Linked DNA regions of Bos taurus: all the other regions are linked to region 2. The links are chromatin contacts, called in public Hi-C maps. All regions are on one chromosome and are shown on one strand. Each heading gives the region's core, a stretch centred on a gene start, on an enhancer-like site or on the middle of the called end of the contact. The rest is flanking DNA. Distances are from core to core; before and after follow the strand shown. Region 1 holds the start of COMMD4 (COMM domain containing 4). Region 2 holds the start of IMP3 (IMP U3 small nucleolar ribonucleoprotein 3). Region 3 holds the start of SIN3A (SIN3 transcription regulator family member A).

Evidence for each region. A called contact is a pair of places that touch in the nucleus more often than the background predicts.
Region 1: a Hi-C map of liver shows a contact between it and region 2, with 2.4 times the contacts expected there. The contact joins the promoter of COMMD4 here to the promoter of IMP3 in region 2. A contact is called at or near these places in 2 of 11 Hi-C or Micro-C datasets (liver and an unstated tissue).
Region 3: a contact with region 2 is called in a Hi-C map of skin fibroblasts, with 9 times the contacts expected there. The contact joins the promoter of SIN3A here to the promoter of IMP3 in region 2. A contact is called at or near these places in 4 of 11 Hi-C or Micro-C datasets (liver, skin fibroblasts and an unstated tissue).

The regions. Positions count from the first base shown.
Region 1 is chr21:33,485,773-33,488,579 of ARS-UCD2.0, reverse strand. COMMD4 (COMM domain containing 4) reads left to right here and starts at 1,250. Exons shown (of 8, transcript NM_001040597.1): 1 at 1,250-1,283. The coding sequence starts at 1,281.
Region 2 is chr21:33,252,694-33,255,682 of ARS-UCD2.0, reverse strand. It overlaps IMP3 (IMP U3 small nucleolar ribonucleoprotein 3), which reads right to left and starts at 1,263. Exons shown (of 1, transcript NM_001079588.2): 1 at 186-1,263. The coding sequence starts at 1,229. The coding sequence ends at 675.
Region 3 is chr21:33,382,604-33,385,550 of ARS-UCD2.0, reverse strand. SIN3A (SIN3 transcription regulator family member A) reads right to left here and starts at 1,438. Exons shown (of 21, transcript XM_015459266.3): 1 at 1,411-1,438.

The DNA.
Region 1 (2,807 bases), core at 1-2,500, 230 kb before region 2:
TTTCCAAATTTAAATAAATTGTCTGTTTGATGTTTGCTGTTTTGTCTTTCAAATACCCTATCAACTTAGGGCAGTTTTCATCTATTACTAATTTTTTCTTCTTTTTAATAATGATTTCCTAAGTGTGTCAATTCATTTCTTCTTTTGGAACTATTCTTGTCCTCTTAAAAGAAAAAAAATTTTTGATATTGCAACACCATTGATTTCATTGTACTGATGTTCATGATTTTTAAAAAGATTTTTTTAAGTGTGATCAATTTTAGCAAGAATTAATTTTCCATCTGTTTCTATTTATGGAGTGGTTTAATTGTCAGGGGCTCTATCTGTCCTTTCATAGCTTGAAAGGCTGCAACAACAAAAAACAATCAGGGCCTACCGTATAGGAGAGAGGCATAGAAATGAAGAGAGAAATCAAACTTTTCAATTTCTTTTTTGGTCATTAGTTTATACTCTAGTGTATTTTTGTTGTTGCTATCTTTTGTTTGTTTTTATCTATTTAAGTGAATACTGGAAACTTAAGTTTTCCTGGTCTATTCATTACCTCAAGTTCACCAGTAAGCAGACTAATACAATTTAAAGCAACATTTTCCTCTCCCATTAGATTGAGAAAAATTAAGATAAACAGCTCATGCTGGTGAAGCTGCAAAAGCATTCTGAGCATGTCAACTCTTACAGGCTTTTTGCTATCCAACTAAAGGGATTCATCAAAATGAAATAAAATACCCAGGCGCTACCGGGCACTTGAAGGAGGTATCTGGGGTACTGGTAATGTTTCCTTATTTGGGTGTTGGTTACACGGGGCGTACGGTTTATGAAAATTCATTAAACTCTGTATTTGTACTATGTACAATTTCCTGTATGGGCATTCTACTCCAATAAAGTTTTACAAATATATCTTTTGCCACAACCCACACCTGTATAGTAAGGGCACTACTTTTGATGCAAAACATGGAAAAGACCTGAACACCACTGCAGAAAGGAAGGCCTCCCCTGCCTTAAAGAGAACAAATGAAACGGCTTCCACTCCCTCTTCCTGCTGCTTTGGTTCTGTTTTCAGTTAACCTGGGGGTTGGTGCTGGTCCTTTCCGGGGAAAGGTTCTGGTGACTGACAAAGGGACCCCGTGTTTCGCTCCAGCAACTCGAGGCTGGGCGACTCGCTCCCGCCTCGATCCCAGTAAGCCCCGCCCCAGGAAGCCCCGCCCAAGCGCCACGTGATCGCTGCATCAGCTGACCCGGCGCGACAGGAAGGTGAAAGTCCTGGGCGCGGGCTTCCTGGAGCAATGGTGAGGGACGAGGGTTGATACGAGGCTGTGGTTGCTGAGGGCGGGCATGGTAGGACCCCAAATTCCCCCGCCGCTGCTGCGGGAAGGAGATGGGAAATCTGCCCGGGCCGCGGAGCGGACACTTGGGTGCGGTCGTTAAAGCCGAGGGTCTGGTAAAGAAAAGCCTCCCTCCATCCTCCTCCAGCAGGGCGGGACGGCAGGCTTGGAGTGTCTTGACTGGAAGGAAGGGCCCGAACTCTCGGGGGCAGGAGCTGGGGCTTGTCTCTCCAGGCTTTTCTCTGCCCCTGAGTAGGACGTCCCGAAGACGCCCACCTCCCAGCCTTCCTGTGGAACTTGGAGGAAAACTTGCTGACAATTTCGCTCAGTCTTCTGCACTGTTAGGAAATCCCTTTGCTCTTCCCAGAGGCAGAAAAGAGTATATACGGGGTGGAAACTTCTCAACTTATCCATTCATTCATTCCTTTAACAGATTGTGAGTGCCTACTGTATACCGGGACTGTGCCAGGCACTAGGACTTGGGCTGCAGGAGGGAAGGGCAGAGTTGGAGGCTTGAATGGGCAGTCATAGTTAAGACCTGAGCCGGGAGGGACTAAACTCATCTTGTGCATAGCGCCAGAAGGCTTCCCAAGGATGACATCACCTGAGGGCCTGCGAGCCGGGAAGAAAGCTTGCTGGGGCAGAAAGAAAGCAGCTAGTGTACCAGGAATTGGGAGGCATGGAAGGGGGCTGGTGGGAGGCTGTATCTTCAGATAGGGGACAGCATTCAAAGACTTCAGGTGAGTGAGAGCTCACCTGAAGGAATGAATGCATTTCATCACCTGGAAGAGTAGAAACTAGAGGCTAGTGAACGATGAGGCTCGACAGATAAGCAAAGACCACAGCTTGCTGGGTCTTGAGAGGAGTTTGGACTTTTTAAGAAAGGGCGGCAGGGAAATGAGGAAGAGCCTTTCAGCTGATTTGTTGAGGGAGGAAGAGGGGAACAGCCTGGGGCAGCAGACACTCCCCCACCCAGGAGATGGTAGTGACTTGAGAGAGAGTGGAGATAGAAGTGGAGGAGATCAGTGGGGCTCAGAGACTAAATGCATGAGGGAGAAGGGAGAGGGAGGGAGCTGGGTTTGGTTCCCAGGTACTGGTGCTCAGTGGTGGTGGGACAGGTAGGGGCAGGTTTCAGAGGGAAGAGAACCAGTCAGTGTGACACATGCTTAGTGAGGCCTCTAAGCGACCAGGTGCACCAGGTAGGAGACAGTCTGGATTTAAGGGTCTGGAGCTCAGAAGAGAATCTACAATACGATGGCGGTTATAAATTCGGGAGTCGTCAGCAGGATGATGTGTCTCAGCCACAGTGTGAGTTCAGGAGAAAGGGCCTAGGACAGAACCTAGAGAAATGTTGGTATTTTAAGAAGTTACACAAGGAACACATTCTTATGGTAAAAATGTAAATAATACAGAGATGGTAGAAGTCAGAGAAAGTCCAGAGATGATAAAACAGTCCAGTGGGTAGAAGTCAGGGGCCCAGAAACTTAG
Region 2 (2,989 bases), core at 14-2,513:
CATTCTGAGGAAGGGATCAGTAAACTGACAAATCTGCTCAGCCCTGTACAACATTCTGCAACCTCCACACGTGGAACTCAGGGCAGGTCTCACCCACAGGCAGCTAGCTGCCATCACTATTCTGTGGGTTCCTGAATTCAAGGAGACCTATAGATGCGACTCTGTGTGACAAACCCAGACAAAAATTTGCACCTAAAAAGCAGTTAGGCCATTTATTGGCATTAGGAAAGCATTCCTTTAAACAAGAGAAAGAACTCTGAACACTAAAATCACATCTATTTTATGAAAACTTGAGACCAACCTCTATGACATCTGTACACAGTTTAATCACGAACAAGAGCAAGGATTCCAGTTAAATAAATTAAACCACACTGTCCTGTCACAAGGAAATGAAAGGAAAGCTGGAGGCGGGGGTAGGTCCTCCCCCATCCCAAATCCTTGTATTCACACCACTGTTTCAGATACAAGAACATAACAATTCCCCAGTGCAGCACCCAAACCGCTTCCCATTGTTTCTTATGGCAGTCACTGAATTACCAATTGTCCGAAGGCTAAGCAAATTTCGTGGAAAAAGGGCGTACCCTTTGGCTCCGTGCGTGGCCTGTAGCTGAGGAGGCAAGTTCTTAAGAACCCACGACTGGCTGATATATGCAGTCCTGGCGAGGGGAGATCCGCTAGGCATCCAAATCGAAGTCGTCACGCTCCTCATTGTACTCCAGCACGTGCCGCTTGATCTTGGACGAGTCAACCCAGGTGACAAAGTCCTCCATGCTTCGCGTGACAAGGAAGGCGGGGTCGGTGACCACGTCGGGGCCCACGCGCACGTGGCCCTGCTCCACGAATGCCACAGCGGCCTGGAGGTGCTGCGCCATGCGCAGCTTAAGCAGCACGGTGGGCAGCCGGCGGCGGCAAAAGGACGAGGCCGTGACGAAATCGCAGAGCTCCAGCGATCCCCGCGTGGGCACTAGGCCGAGAGCATACAGCTTATCCAGCAGCGCGGCCGAGGAGCGCACGCGAAACGGGTCGCGCTCAGGCAGATCGCGCAGGCGCCGGGCCAGCTCGCGCACAGCACGGCTCAGCTGGTTGTAGCGCGTATAGTCCTCGCGCCGCTGCAGCCGATAACGCCGCAACACGCGTAGCTCATGCAGGTTGTGATCTGTGACCTCCCAATTCAAGAAGTCCACCTGCTTGAGCAGCTTCTGCTCGTGAAACTTAAGCTTCCGCACCATGATGGCGGCTCAAACGCTGCCAGACCGGAGGCTCAGCGCGCATTCCAGCTGCCGCGCGACTTCCGCCTCAGTACGGCTAGACCCGGCCGCCTTGGGGATCCTGCGCCAATGAAAGGAAGACTCAGGGCCAGGCCTCCCATTTCCATTGGTTAGGATGAGGCCACGCCCCGTGATCGTATCTCGCGTTTCTTCTCCGCGTTCTCTGAGGGAGGCGGAGGGAAGAAACGCCTGGAGAGGCCGGGGATGGGAGGGGCGGCCTCCTAGGCGAGTCTGCGCGGTTTTAAGTTGCCGAGAATTAATTACCTAGTGCCGTAATTATTTCCTCTCGTTTAGGTTTCTGTCATTTAGGGCCTCTCTGGAGAGCCTCTAACAGAAGAGCTAAAGGGGATAGTTCCGGGAAAGAGGGGTGACCGCCGCGCTAATATGGATTTAATGTGCTAACTGACCTTGGCAGGGGCGGCGGGGCGGGGTGGGGGGCTGTCCTCCCACCTTGTGGGGGCTTCTCTGAGCCGACAGGGGCTGATCGGGTATCCCCACAGCCGACTAACCGCAAGTCCATTACGAGGCGGGCGGAGGTTTTTCAGCCTACCAATTGGTGCTTGAAGCCACTGAACCTATTCAGTACTGATTCCCAGGCTACTTCCTGCATGCCCAGAATCAGGATCTACGCAGGAGTCACTTGAAAATCTGTATTGTTAACAAGAATGCCACGTGATTCATAAAATCCAGTAAATTTGAAAAGCTTGGATAGTACAAATCCTGACTCTTTAATCCGGGCTGAAAAGAATTAGCCTGACAGGTTGGATTTCTGGAGTATTTAGTGAACACACAACACTTTTTCTGCAAATTATGTCTGTTTTAGTTTAGTGTAGCGCTAACAGGACTAACTTCTTTATTTACCCAAGACTTTGACGCCACCTAGCTTCTTTGCCTATAATTTTATTTTTGTATGCTTTTCATTGTTTTTTAAAGATACAATATTTGATATGGGCGATACTATATGTAACATATGTGAGATACAAAGAATACTTGTGGACCCAACAGCCAGTTTAAGAAAGCATCACCAGGACCTATTTAACCACTCTCCCAGTCAGAGGTAAAGATATCTGCTCTCCTGAATTTAGTGTTTATCTTTGTCTTTTGTTTAAAAAGAAAAATAGTTTTATCATTTTATGCATCCCTAAGTATACTGCAGATGGTGACTGCAGCCATGAAATTAAAAGACGCTTACTCCTTGGAAAAGTTATGACCAACTTAGATAGCATATTCAAAAGCAGAGACATTACTTTGCCAACGAAGGTCCGTCTAGTCAAGGCTATGGTTTTTCCTGTGGTCATGTATGGATGTGAGAGTTGGACTGTGAAGAAGGCTGAGCGCCGAAGAATTGATGCTTTTGAACTGTGGTGTTGGAGAAGACTCGTGAGAGTCCCTTGGACTGGAAGGAGATCCAACCAGTCCATTCTGAAGGAGATCAGCCCTGGGATTTCTTTGGAGGGAATGATGCTGAAACTCCAATACTTTGGCCACCTCATGCAAAGAGTTGATTCATTGGAAAAGACTCTGATACTGGGAGGGATTGGCGGCAGGAGGAGAAGGGGACGACAGAGGATGAGATGGCTGGATGGCATCACTGACTCGGTGGACGTGAGTCTGAGTGAACTCCGGGAGTTTGTGATGGACAGGGAGGCCTGGCGTGCTGCGATTCATGGGGTCGCAAAGAGTTGGACACGACTGAGCGACTGAACTGAACTGAACTGAAG
Region 3 (2,947 bases), core at 189-2,688, 130 kb before region 2:
CTGAAGAAGCCCGAGACCGGGTGGAAGAGAGAAGGGAAGGCCCCGCCCCTCAGTTCGCCTCTAGGCCGGTTGCACAAGCCGTCGCCGGAGTATAGTAAACAGGCTAGGCCAAGGAGTGGAAGCAGGGGTAGTCTGGCGCTCCAAGGGCCGGGCCCCTGCGCCTTCTCTCCTGGCGTCGCCCCGCCCGAGCTCCGCGGTTCGCGCCGGCGCCCCGCCCCCCAGCCCGCGGCCGCCATCCCGGTTGACAGGCGCGCCCCCCGCGCCCCTCCCGCCCGCTGATGCATTTCCTTTTCCCGATTCCGAGCGTGGAGACTGTTTGCCCAGTTTCCGACCTTCACTGCCCCTTTCAGGCTACCCCCTCGTGGGCGCGCTCACTCGCCGGTGCCCCCGCCCCCGCCCCTTCCGCGGGCGAGCAGCACGGCAGGGGGAGGGGAAAGGAGCCGCCGTCGCCGCCTTGGGGTGGGCGGGGAAGGAGGCAGCTCCATGTTTGCAAAGGGATCAGCTGGGGCTGCGGGTCGAAGCCGACGAGTTCCTGGAGGTTTTCCACACCCCCGGGCCGGGTTCCGGCGCCGAACGTTGGCTCTCCTGCCACGGCCCTGGAGTTCGGAGAGCTCACACCGGCGCATGGGTCTACTGCCGAGGCGCTGGGGCTCTTTCCGGTGGCCTCCCCCGCCCCCGACCGCCCCTCCCGCAAGTCCGGCGTTGCCCCCGCCCCCAGAGTCCATAACAACCGCGGGCCCAGGAGCCCGCGCCTCTTCTGAGCGCGCCCACCGCCCCCTCCGACAAGTTTGCGGACAGAAACAAAACCCTTGGGCGGCTGCCGCCCTCGCCCAGCGTGGTTAGCGGGGAAAGCTGCGGGCCTGGGCTCGCTCGCTAACTCCAGCTCTCGACCAACTCCGGGCGGTTTGGTGGGCCCGGCCGGCTGAGCTCAGGCCGCCGCCCCCTGCCGAGCCCGCGCGCCGCAGCTCGGGCCCGGTTCCAGTCGGTGTACGGAATCTCCCCTTTTTTCTTCTTTACAATAATTTTTTAAGGCATTCCAGGAGCGCGAGGGATCTCCTCCTGCCGGCCCCTTACCCAGCCCGCCGCCGAAACCTACCGAAACCGACCGCTCGGTGAAATAAACTAGGCAGCACGGCCGGCACACTGGCGACCCCGGGTCGGGCCGACCCCCTCCCCGCGGATCTGGCCCGGCTTGGAAACACACACTGGCGAGCGGGCGGCGCCAAGAGCTCTCCTTCCTGGCCTGCCCCTCGCCTCCCTCGGCCGCCGGACTCCAAGCCTCCCCTAGCTCCGTCCCAGGGCCCGCGGCGCCTGCACCATGGCTGACTGGTCAAAGGGACCGGCCGGCAAACAAGCCCCCCAAACGCCCGAGATTGGGGAGACCAAATTAAAAGCAGCTGTTTAACATACCTTCCGAGCCAGGCGAGGAGTCCTGAATGGGGGGGAACGCCCCCCACGGGCCATTGGCTCCCTGGTGCTCGCGTCAGTCATCCTGGGCCCGCCTCCTCCCCTTGCTCCACCTCTTCCCCTTCATTGAACGCCCCCTCCCTCCAAAAAATAGAAATAAATTAATTAAACTAGCTCTGAGTGGGAGGCGCAACCATGGCAGAGGGCCCCTTCTCTACCGCACCGCCGCTTGGAGTTACTTGAGGCCCTTGGACTGGAAGGAGACCTCCTGGGACTCGAAGATCCGCTGGGTGAACCTGGAGGAGGAGCTATTGGGGCTACCCGGCCCCCACATCCTTCTTACACACACCCCATTTGGAACTGGGCAGAGGGGGCGGGTGAGGATACCCTAGCGACTGACTGGAATGTCCCGACTCCCCTGGCTGTGTAACCTAACCGTGTCCGGCGCCTGCCTAAAAACTGAGCTGTGTACGCGGGAAGTCCTGCCTTCGGGGTAACAGGCACTTGCCTGAGCACCTACAGGGGTGAGGCAGACACATTCATACCGCACCTGCTGCTTTTTGCCATTACAGAAACTGAATGAGATGCTCACTCTGTGCCCTCGTAGGGCTTCAGACCTAGCTGAAGAGAGGATACAGAAAGAGCTAAGGCAATTTGGAAATGTATGTAGAGACGCCTCCAGAGGCTCAGAGCAGGGAGATTCTTCTAGCTGAGGAAAACTGGGTGAAGCCTTCATGGAGGAGGTGGCACTCAGGCAGAAACGGAGGGGCAACTAACTCATTTTCAGCAAAACACACAAAATGATAAATGCAAAGCCGTATTAAAAGCTTCTCCAAGTGTGGCTATAGTAACGAAAACCAGAGTTGGAAAGATGGAGTCAAAGAGCAGAAGACTTTTCTACCTTGTTAAAATTCTTAGACTTGTATAGCAGAATGTACAAGCAGCATGCTGGGTCACAGGACCACAGGCCCAGAACTACCATTTAAGATGCTCAACATCCCAGCAGCTGGATGAATTCTGAGGGTGGGTTGAAAGAAGGGTGCCTACAAGCAGCAAGGTGAGGCAGAAAGGCTTGTAATGACCGGGTTGAAGACTACAGAGGTACATATTCTGGTGGGAGGGAGTGGAGGGAGCCAAGATGTTTCTTCTCTCTCTCCTGGTCCCCCATTCCAGAAACCCTTCCTACTTTCAGCAGCCCTAAAATCAAAATTCTGACTCAGATGCTTCCCTGGATCATTTGTAATGTGTGTGTGTGTGTGTATGGCCGGGGGGGAGGGGGCGGGGGGGGGGGGGATGGTGAGGCTACGCCACATGCCTGTGCTCAACAGAGCTGACCCTGGGGCCAGGTTACACAGTGAATGAGCAAGAAAGACCAGTTGAGATATTCAGTAAAGGAAGCTAGTGTGGATAAGGTGGGGTGTCAGAATGCGAAGGGCCTTTAAATCCTGTGGCAGAATAGGGTAGCCTGCTGCCAGTTAGGCTGCCCCAACAATTCAGGTGAAATACAAGGAAGACCTGACTAGGGCAGTGGCAATGGGTA